3 separate regions of the Sus scrofa genome follow, and all the other regions are linked to region 1. The links are chromatin contacts, called in public HiChIP or PLAC-seq and promoter capture Hi-C maps. All regions are on one chromosome and are shown on one strand. The core of a region is the stretch at or near the end of the contact, and the rest is flanking DNA. Distances in the headings are between cores, read along the strand shown.

Region 1 (2,740 bases), core at 29-2,528:
CAGGCTCAGCATGGTCCAGAGAAAGCAAGGAGGCCAGGGAGGCTGAACGTGAGCTTAAAGACGAGAAGCACAAGGTGAGAAGCTTCCCTTAGGAAGAAACACTGAAAGATTTGATGGATGGTCCCACTGTACCCTTTATAATTGTCTTAAAGGACTTAACTGCACTTGAATTGGTTAAAATTTGATTTTGACTAGCTGGTAAGTTAGACACCATGACTATCAAAAGATCTTTTTGGCTATTACAAACACAAGATTCTGATTATGATGCCCATGACTTAAATCATTGTACATCAGGCACTAAGTATATAATCTTTTACCCCTAGCAATAACTCAGCTATTATTATCACTCTTTTATAGAAAAGGAAGTTAATTTTCAAAATGAATGGGTCAACAATTCTTTCAAGATCTCTTTGGAAGTAGTTGAGTCAGTGGCCCAACCCAACAGCTTCAAATCCTGTTTTCATCATACATTTCTTTCTACATGTCTTTTTCCTTTCGGCTGCATCCAGTAGCACCTGCGTAAGTTTCCAGGCCAGGGACTGAACCCGACTCACAATGATAACCCCAATCCTTAGCCGGAAATGCCTAACCAGGGAACGCCTCTGAATCTTTTTGTTTCCAGAATCTTCTAGAGTGTTTGGTTTCCAGTAGGTAATTCCACAAATAAATGGAAAGCCTTATGCTAAAAGCAGCATTGTTTTTCACTCTTGTCTCCCTCACCCACTTACAAAGGGACTTCCTCCCATTAGGAGGAAAGGCTTTTTTTCCAGATCTGTTTTGTAGCTTGCACTGAGTAATAATTCCAAGCTGTTTCTTCAACTCTATCGGTCTTTTTTACACCAAACGCCATTAATTTCCCACACTCTCATCAGGGGGAAAAAACCCAGCTTTTGAGACTACCGGTCTTCTGAGCCCGCTTTCGGCCTGCCCCTCTAAGAAGGCGGGTCTACCTCCGCGACCGCCTTCCCCTCCTCGGTGGGGCTACGTGACAAAGCTCCCAGGGCTTAAAAGTTTCTAAATTTGGGGCCGCAAAGCAGGAAAACCAAAGGCACAGGTTCGTTGTTCACTGGGAGCCCACAGGGTTCCTGAGCTCCTTCCGCCGCTTTCTGTTCGCACATCCCCGCACTGTCCTCGCGACCAACGGGTGGCAAGACGCCGCACCCGAGAAGCCCAGCGCAACGAAGCAGGTTCTGCAACACCATTCTGCCCGGTGGCGCAAAACATCAACGCCCAGCGCTTGGCGCTGGGAAGACTACGGCGTTGCCGACGGGCCTTTTGCGCGCTGACGTCATGGCGACGCACGGCCACGCCAGCTCCTCCCACAAGCCCGCGAGTCTGGTTTCCGGCGGGAGCGCTGAGACCCTTGCGCAGACAGGGAGGGGGGCTGCAGGCCGCTTTGTTTGCTCGTGCTCGCCAGAATGCCTCACCTGGAAAACATAGTGCTTTGTCGCGAGTCCCAAGTGTCCACGTTGCAGTCCCTGTTTGGAGAGGTATTGTGGTCCAACTCTCTTTTCCAGATTCCGGAGGCAAACAATTCTGTGGTCCGGCGACATGTTCCAATTTTTAAATTTTTGTTGGAGTGGGGCGGGGGGGGGGGGCCCTCTAGACCATCTTTTGCATGGGAGAGGGGATGTTGTAGGTCAACCCCACTTCTCACTCAGATAACTTCTGAGAAGTCTCTTTTGAGGAAAACTGCCCAGGAAGGACCGGCCTGCATTAGAGCTCGCTGGCACCAACGTGTTATTTTTTACACATGCTACAGCTTTGAGAGGGTGTTAGTCCAGAGTAGCTACTCGAAGTTGCTTCCTACCCCACTGAACAGGGTTTTATACAACAGAAGTGTTTGCGTAGTGTCTTGTAAAAAGGACATTCGTAACCTGGTGGCTGGAATGTAATAATCTTTGTGATTATGGTTGACCTTTGGATCACATGAAGTTAGGGGGTCCTGACCCTCTGTGGCCTGGAAAATCGGCATGTAACTTTTGACTCCCTCCAAATTTAAGTATTGATAGCCTTACTGATAAACAGTTCACACATATTTTGCATGTTATTTGTGTTACACTCTGTATTCTTATAATAAGGTAAAGGAAATGTTAAGGAAATTATAAGCAAAAGAAATACATTTACAGTACTCCGCTGTATTTATCAATACCCTGAGTTTACATTGTCTGTTTATAAAATGAATTGTCTGTCAGTACCTACGTCATTCCTGTCTTAATAATACAAAACACTGGAGTAGTTATACGTATTACTAAAACTCAACATCAAAAATGAAAAGGTGGAGTTCCCGTCGTGGCGCAGTGGTTAACGAATCCGACTAGGAACCACGAGGTTGCGGGTTCGGTCCCTGCCCTTGCTCAGTGGGTTAACGATCCGGCGTTGCCGTGAGCTGTGGTGTAGGTTGCAGACTCGGCTCGGATCCCGCGTCACTCTGGCTCTGGTGTAGGCCGGAGACTACAGCTCCGATTCGACCCCTAGCCTGGGAACCTCCATATGCTGTGGGAGCGGCCCAAAGAAATAGCAAAAAGACAAAATAAATAAATAAATAAATAAAAAATGAAAAGGTGATGTGAAAAAAAATTTTATACTTGCAGGTATAATGATTCATGCATTGATAACAAAGCAGCAACAATATGACTGCTTTATGTAGCCTACTGTAATGGATAGGATTGCTTCCTGGTAACCTACTTATATACTCATAAATGAATTGTTATAAAGTTTTTGGCATACAGTATTACCC
Region 2 (2,924 bases), core at 215-2,714, 620 kb before region 1:
ATCAAAAATTTTGGTGGTGGAAGATATTTTAAAAGAGGAAGCTGGAATTTCCATTGCTATATCCACTGATCTTGGAAATTTCCCCTAGTTACCTCCTTCCCTTCCTTTCCATGTTCTGCAACTTAGAGAGTTGGAGAGTTCCTCACTGGCTTGGGTTGAAGAGCATCCTGTAGTTATCCAGCTATATGACACTCTGCACAGCTTTTTGTCCCTCACAAACTTGGTAAGCTCATATCTCTATCTGAATCATTGTTGAGAATGTCAAACCAGGCAGAATTAAGGGTAAATCCCTGAGGTTTGCCCATGTGAGGTGCTACAGGGACAGCCTGGTCAGGTCTATGCCATCATGCCCAAAGGAATTTGGAAATGAATCTTGGATGGAACATGTAGACTAGAGATTTTGACATGTGAATCATTATGATTTGGGAGTCAATGAGAGGTAATATGATGGAAGCAGATAATATAGAGAAGAGAGGTAATACAGAGAAGAGCAGAGGATAAAGGTCAGAAACTTGTAAAGGGAAGACAATCTAAAGGAGGCAGAGAGGGGCAATCAAAGATGTACGCTGGGAACCAGGAGAGTCTAGGTCATGCTCGTCACGAGAGGAAATGGCTTCAAGAAGGTCAAGTAAGGTTGCAGAGAAACCCTGAGATAAAAGGTCGTGTGTGTGTGTGTGTGTGTGTGTGTGTGTGTGTGTGTGTGTGTGTGTCTGGGAGGGAGGGAAAAGGATTAGAAGCAAGATTAAATGCCAGTCCAACTCTGAATAGAGGCACTGGTTATGCTTTTTCTCTTAAGCTAAGTGGCAAGTAAACATGTGTTTATCACATTCTTTTTGTTTGTTTGTTTATTTTCTTTTTTTGGCTGTACCCGTGGCCCATGGAAGTTCCCTGGCCAGGGATCGAATTTGAGCTGTGTCTGTGCCCTACACCACAGCATGGCAATGCTGGATCCTTGACCCACTGTGCTGGGCCTCTGATGGTACAGGCAATGCCATAGAGACAAGCCAGATCATTAACCCACTGTAGGAATTCCCTATCATATTCTTTTTTGAATGCAGGAAATATTCCTAATAATTTTTTTGCAAGAACAGTGAATAGACAGTGGAGAAGCCTTCATAGCAGGAAGTAGCCTGGGACACAGCTAGAATTGACCAACTTGTTTTAACTAGATTTTAACTGCCACAGAAACTGCTATGCAGTGATGATTACAAACCACATGCCCCATCTCTCTCCTGCAAAACCTTCAGCCAGAAACTCCCCTGCTCCTCTTGGGCCTAGCTTTGCTTTTTATTATCAGGGATGGCACTGAGGAGACCAGTTTTGGGAGCACAGGATGTTTTAACAGCATTCAGGAAGGAGGAAAAGACTTTCAAATAGTGAAAGGTGTTAAAAATGATAGTTCCCCAGATTGCATGACATGCCCATAGGAGAAGTTTGGCTTGAGTAAGAACTCAAACTGGCTGTTATTCTGACATCATGATAATGCAAGGGAGTTGGAAACTACTTCCCCTGGAGAATTTGAGGAAGGCAAAAGTGCAGCTAAATGTCCTCAAGGAAGCTGGGGGCGCTGAGTTTTAATTCTGGACTTTCTATGGGACTCAACGTCATGGCAATCAGGAGCTTCTTGACACATGTTGACTCATTTTGTACCTCCAGAGCCTGGCATACATGTGTGTTTCATGGATTTAATACACAATGTATCACCATTGAAATAGAAATTGGGTGGCCACATGGTTGTTCAAAATATTCACATTTCACAGCGTCCGCTCTGATTCCTGCCTTATTAGGGAAAGGCAAACTTGCAGGGAAGTTGGCATAGTGGTGAATAAGAGCCTGCGTTCTGGAAGCTGACTGCTGAGAGTGAATCTCTGTTTCACTGCTGACAAGTGGAATAGCCCTGCTGAGCTACCACGTCCTCATCTGTAAAATGGGACAACATACTTGTACCTATTTCGTAGGTGCAGAAGAAATGAGATAATACAGGCAAAGCCCCCGACACACAGCAGAATCACAATGATGCAAGGGAGTTGGGGGTCCCTTAGCTGTTATCATGATTTCCTTTTTCTTTTTTTGGCCACACCCAAGGCATGTGGAAATTTCTGGGCCAGGGATCGAACTGCACCACAGCAGCAACCTGAGGCGCTGCAGTAACAAAGCTGGATCCTTAACTCACTGAGCCACAAGAGAACTCTCCTGATTACCTTTTCCTAATCCTAAAGATTCATGTCTAAGCCCTCTCTTGCAGCCTGAGATTGTCTTAAGTCCTCCAAACATGCAGGGTGTCCCTGATCAGAGAAGCCGTAAGGGTGGGTTAACTTGCAGACCCTGGCACAATGCCCAGGTCACAGTGCATCCTCAGTGCATGAGGACTTGGGAGAAGGAGTTGTTGAGAGAGACCTGCTCTCAACCTCTGGGAATTACAAAGCATACAAATTAGTCTTACAGAGCAAGGGATTTAGATTCTCACGCATACAATGGAACCATTGAATTCTTAGGCTTTGAAAGTACAATAATTCACTGAAATTGATGAAAGTGTTTGGAGGTCAGTGGTTCTCAAATCTTATTACCTAAGAGTCTCCTGGTTAAACTAAAAAATTCCCAAAGAATCAGAATTGGTAGATCTGGGCAGAATTGGTAGATCTGGGCAGAAAGCAGACATCAGTATTTTTTTTTTTTTCCTTTGTATACCTGTTGCACTTGCAGCCTATGCAGGTTCCAAGGCTAGAGGTCAAATCAGTCTCAGCTGCCAGCCTACACCATAGCCACATTAAAGCCAGATCCAAGCCACATCTGTGATCTAAGAGCCTTCACTGAGAAACTCTATTGGTTACTTCAGAATGTGATGGCTGTTGCTCTAAGGGCAAGAACCTTTTTGTTCTTTTACTTTTGGGTTTCCTTCTTCTTTCTCCAGTGGGTCAAAGAAT
Region 3 (2,700 bases), core at 84-2,583, 750 kb before region 1:
CTAAAACAGACTAAATCCCACATCCCATAACAGGTGGGATAAATGGGCATGTTTGGGAAGGAAAAAAAATTAAGAACTACAGCCTCACTTTTTTACTTACAGAATTCTGACAGCATGCTAGAAGACAATTTCAAAGGGCAACAAAGCATGGAACTCCACTTTATCAAATTCACAATTAATTAATCTAAGGAATTCCTAAGGAATGCTTTAATATATGGGAAAAATGGATGCAAAATATAATAGTGAGAACAAGTATCTCCACACCCAGTGAAGTAACAGGTTTAGGCTTGTTTGTACAGCTCCCTAAAAATTAAACTCAAAGAGTACAAAAACCAAAATTCAAAAAACTGGTCAAGAGTTGGATGGGAAACGTTCCACTCCAGATTAAAACGTTTAATCATACAAAATAGTGTAATACTTTACACTTGCTAAATATTTTAATTTACTTTGTTACTGAATAATAGACGCTTGGGCTAAACCAAACAGAAACTGTTTTTTGTCCCCAAATAATTTTTTTAAAAATATTCAAGAACACCCAGCCTCATTACTGAAATTTCTAAGGCTACCTGAGTGTTTTTATTTTTTTCAAAAGTGGTGTCATTTCATTTGCCTCTCAGGAAAAACCCATAAAATTAATCAACTAAAACACAGCATTGTAATTTGCAGTAAAATCAACACACTTGTGTAAACGGATTGGGGAAGAAAAAAAAAAACAAAAACCAGTCTTTTCATGTAAACATAATAAGCCTGTAATATGCTGCAGACAAACGCACTGCATGGGGTGTGGAGGACCCGAGCTGATTAGATTACCACAACATCAGCCTGGGGCCGCCATTTTTAGAATCTGTAAAGGACAAAAGAGGGAAATTTCACTTTTTACTGCCCATCTCTGAGATTCAAGGAAAAAACGGACTGTCTGCCAATTAGGTACTGATGTCTCCAGTCCAGAGTTGAATGCACCTCACTTAATTCTCTCCAAGGTCTCCAGAACTCCAAATACCTTACGCTATTCACATCTCTAAAAAGGGGGGGAAATGGGCAAAACGGGGTTTACTCTAAAGCTAACTCCAGCGATTTCCCTTCGACTTTAAACTGTATCGTTCTTGAGACAGAGTCTGGCAAGAACGGATCTCTACCGAACGGAGGCCGGTGGAAGAGAGCCCTCCGGATTGTTTTCTCTCTCCCCCTCCCCCGTTTAGCACAGTGAACCGTTTGTTTCTCTTCTGTGCCTGCTGCCACAGTGTTTGTGCCAATCCCTTGGTCAAAATCAGCTTTCCTGAAATGTGCCATATTGTGGCTTCTAAGCCTCCGGTACAGTAAAGGACGGCGATAATGCAAGAGGAGTGGGGGAGGAGACTGAGAAGGCTGGGTACTGGGGTGACCACCTCAGGGGCGGGTTTACCCTCTCCCGGGGAAGATGAGGAGCGGTCTCGTTCTCCCACAAAGGGAGAGACCCAGGGCGTTCTTTCCACCCCCTTTGCATTTATGAGAAAATTAAGCCACAGACTGCCCGGCAAGAATGGAAGTAGCAGAAGAAAATGGGGCCTATACGGGTTCCCAGCACCTGAACAAGATGCGGCAGAGGAAAGGGAGAGCTGGCAGCTCCTGGGACCTCTTCGAGCACAAACCCCACTAACAGTCAGAAGCCTCCCTCCTCACCCAAGCGGCCCTAACCCGCTGCCGGCGAGGAGTGCGCCCCCTCCCTAACTCCCACTCTCTAGGGGGTTTAACTGCCAGTTTCCCCCTTCCCCAACCCTAAAACCCGCCATAATGCTCCCTTTCTAGGGACAGGGAGGAAAAAGAATAAATTCGATTCAAACGAGCAACGTCTTGCCCCCGCCAAGACACCTGAGAGCCAACGTCGATTCCCCCCCGCCCCCCCGGAAGGATAAAGATGAGAAAGCCCCCTCCCCCTGGAAACACACGTCTCTCCATCCCGCAAGCCCCATGAACTCCCAAGGAGACGACAGGCACTGACCTGCGATGTTCACACACCAGACACCCGAACCCCGTTATGTGCTCGACCCCCAAGGAGTCTCTCCACACCTCCGCGGTCAGGCGACCCCCCGATAGCAGCCACTGCGGACACAGGACCCGGCTCCACACACCCCTCCCCAAACAGCAGCGCGAAGCCTCTTCACCAGCAACCGAGGAGTAGGGGAGGGGGCACCGAAGCAGTCAGCAGGAACGCAGAGGCGACGGCGAGGCTGCTCAGAGTGTCTATGCCCCCTCTGTTGCCGCTCCCGACTCCGGCACGGTCTCCGACTCGGCCCCCTGCGCCCGCTCAGTGTCACTGCCGCTCGCTCTGGGAAAATGGCGGCGACGGCGGCGGCGGCCGCGGCGGCGGCGGCGGCGGCGGCCGCGGCGGCGGCAAGTGCACGGGGCCCGCCCGCCCCGCTCCGCAGGGGCAGAGGGGGAGGGGACGAAGCTGCCTGCCGCCATTTTGCTTGTGGGCTGCTGCCCGCCGTTGCCTCTCCAGGGAGGCTCGAAGACGGCCAACTGGAGGCAGAGAGGTGGACAGAGTCTCCGTCTGTTTCACAACAGATGCATTCAACAATTCACTGAAGGTTTGGGGAAGTTTCGGAATTTGGTGGGATTGGTTCTTTATCCCTTTTCCCTGAGTAGCCCTCAAGTCTGGATATCGGTGAGCTCGCGCGCGCGCGCCACTACTGGGTGGAAGGATACTGATCCTAGGCCTTG

What was found. Promoter capture Hi-C pulls out the DNA fragments that hold promoters and counts their contacts. HiChIP or PLAC-seq counts read pairs in DNA pulled down with a chosen protein or histone mark.
Region 2: a contact with region 1 is called in an H3K27ac HiChIP or PLAC-seq map of alveolar macrophages. The contact joins the enhancer-like site here to the promoter of ORC5 in region 1. A contact is called at or near these places in 18 of 47 Hi-C or Micro-C datasets (alveolar macrophages, brain, embryonic fibroblasts and 12 more) and 2 of 2 datasets of contacts at active chromatin or transcription factors (alveolar macrophages and skeletal muscle).
Region 3: a promoter capture Hi-C map of liver shows a contact between it and region 1, with 3 times the contacts expected there. The contact joins the promoter of LOC106504991 here to the promoter of ORC5 in region 1. A contact is called at or near these places in 1 of 5 promoter capture datasets (liver) and 1 of 2 datasets of contacts at active chromatin or transcription factors (skeletal muscle).

The regions. Positions count from the first base shown.
Region 1 is chr9:104,165,068-104,167,807 of Sscrofa11.1, reverse strand. ORC5 (origin recognition complex subunit 5) reads left to right here and starts at 1,278. Exons shown (of 17, transcript XR_002335901.1): 1 at 1,278-1,490.
Region 2 is chr9:104,789,296-104,792,219 of Sscrofa11.1, reverse strand. All of the region lies in intron 3 of LHFPL3 (lipoma HMGIC fusion partner-like 3 protein), which reads right to left. Among named protein-coding and RNA genes, the nearest start is that of KMT2E, 86 kb to the left of the region's middle. Within about 2 kb of position 1,464, at least 1 of the 83 cell types and tissues checked has an H3K27ac peak or open chromatin away from gene starts, as enhancers often do. A contact at or near this core is called in alveolar macrophages, where this site is marked.
Region 3 is chr9:104,911,438-104,914,137 of Sscrofa11.1, reverse strand. It overlaps LOC106504991, which reads left to right and starts at 1,333. Exons shown (of 3, transcript XM_013979822.2): 1 at 1,333-1,638; 2 at 1,944-2,567. The coding sequence starts at 1,333. The region is part of intron 1 of KMT2E (histone-lysine N-methyltransferase 2E); the gene reads right to left.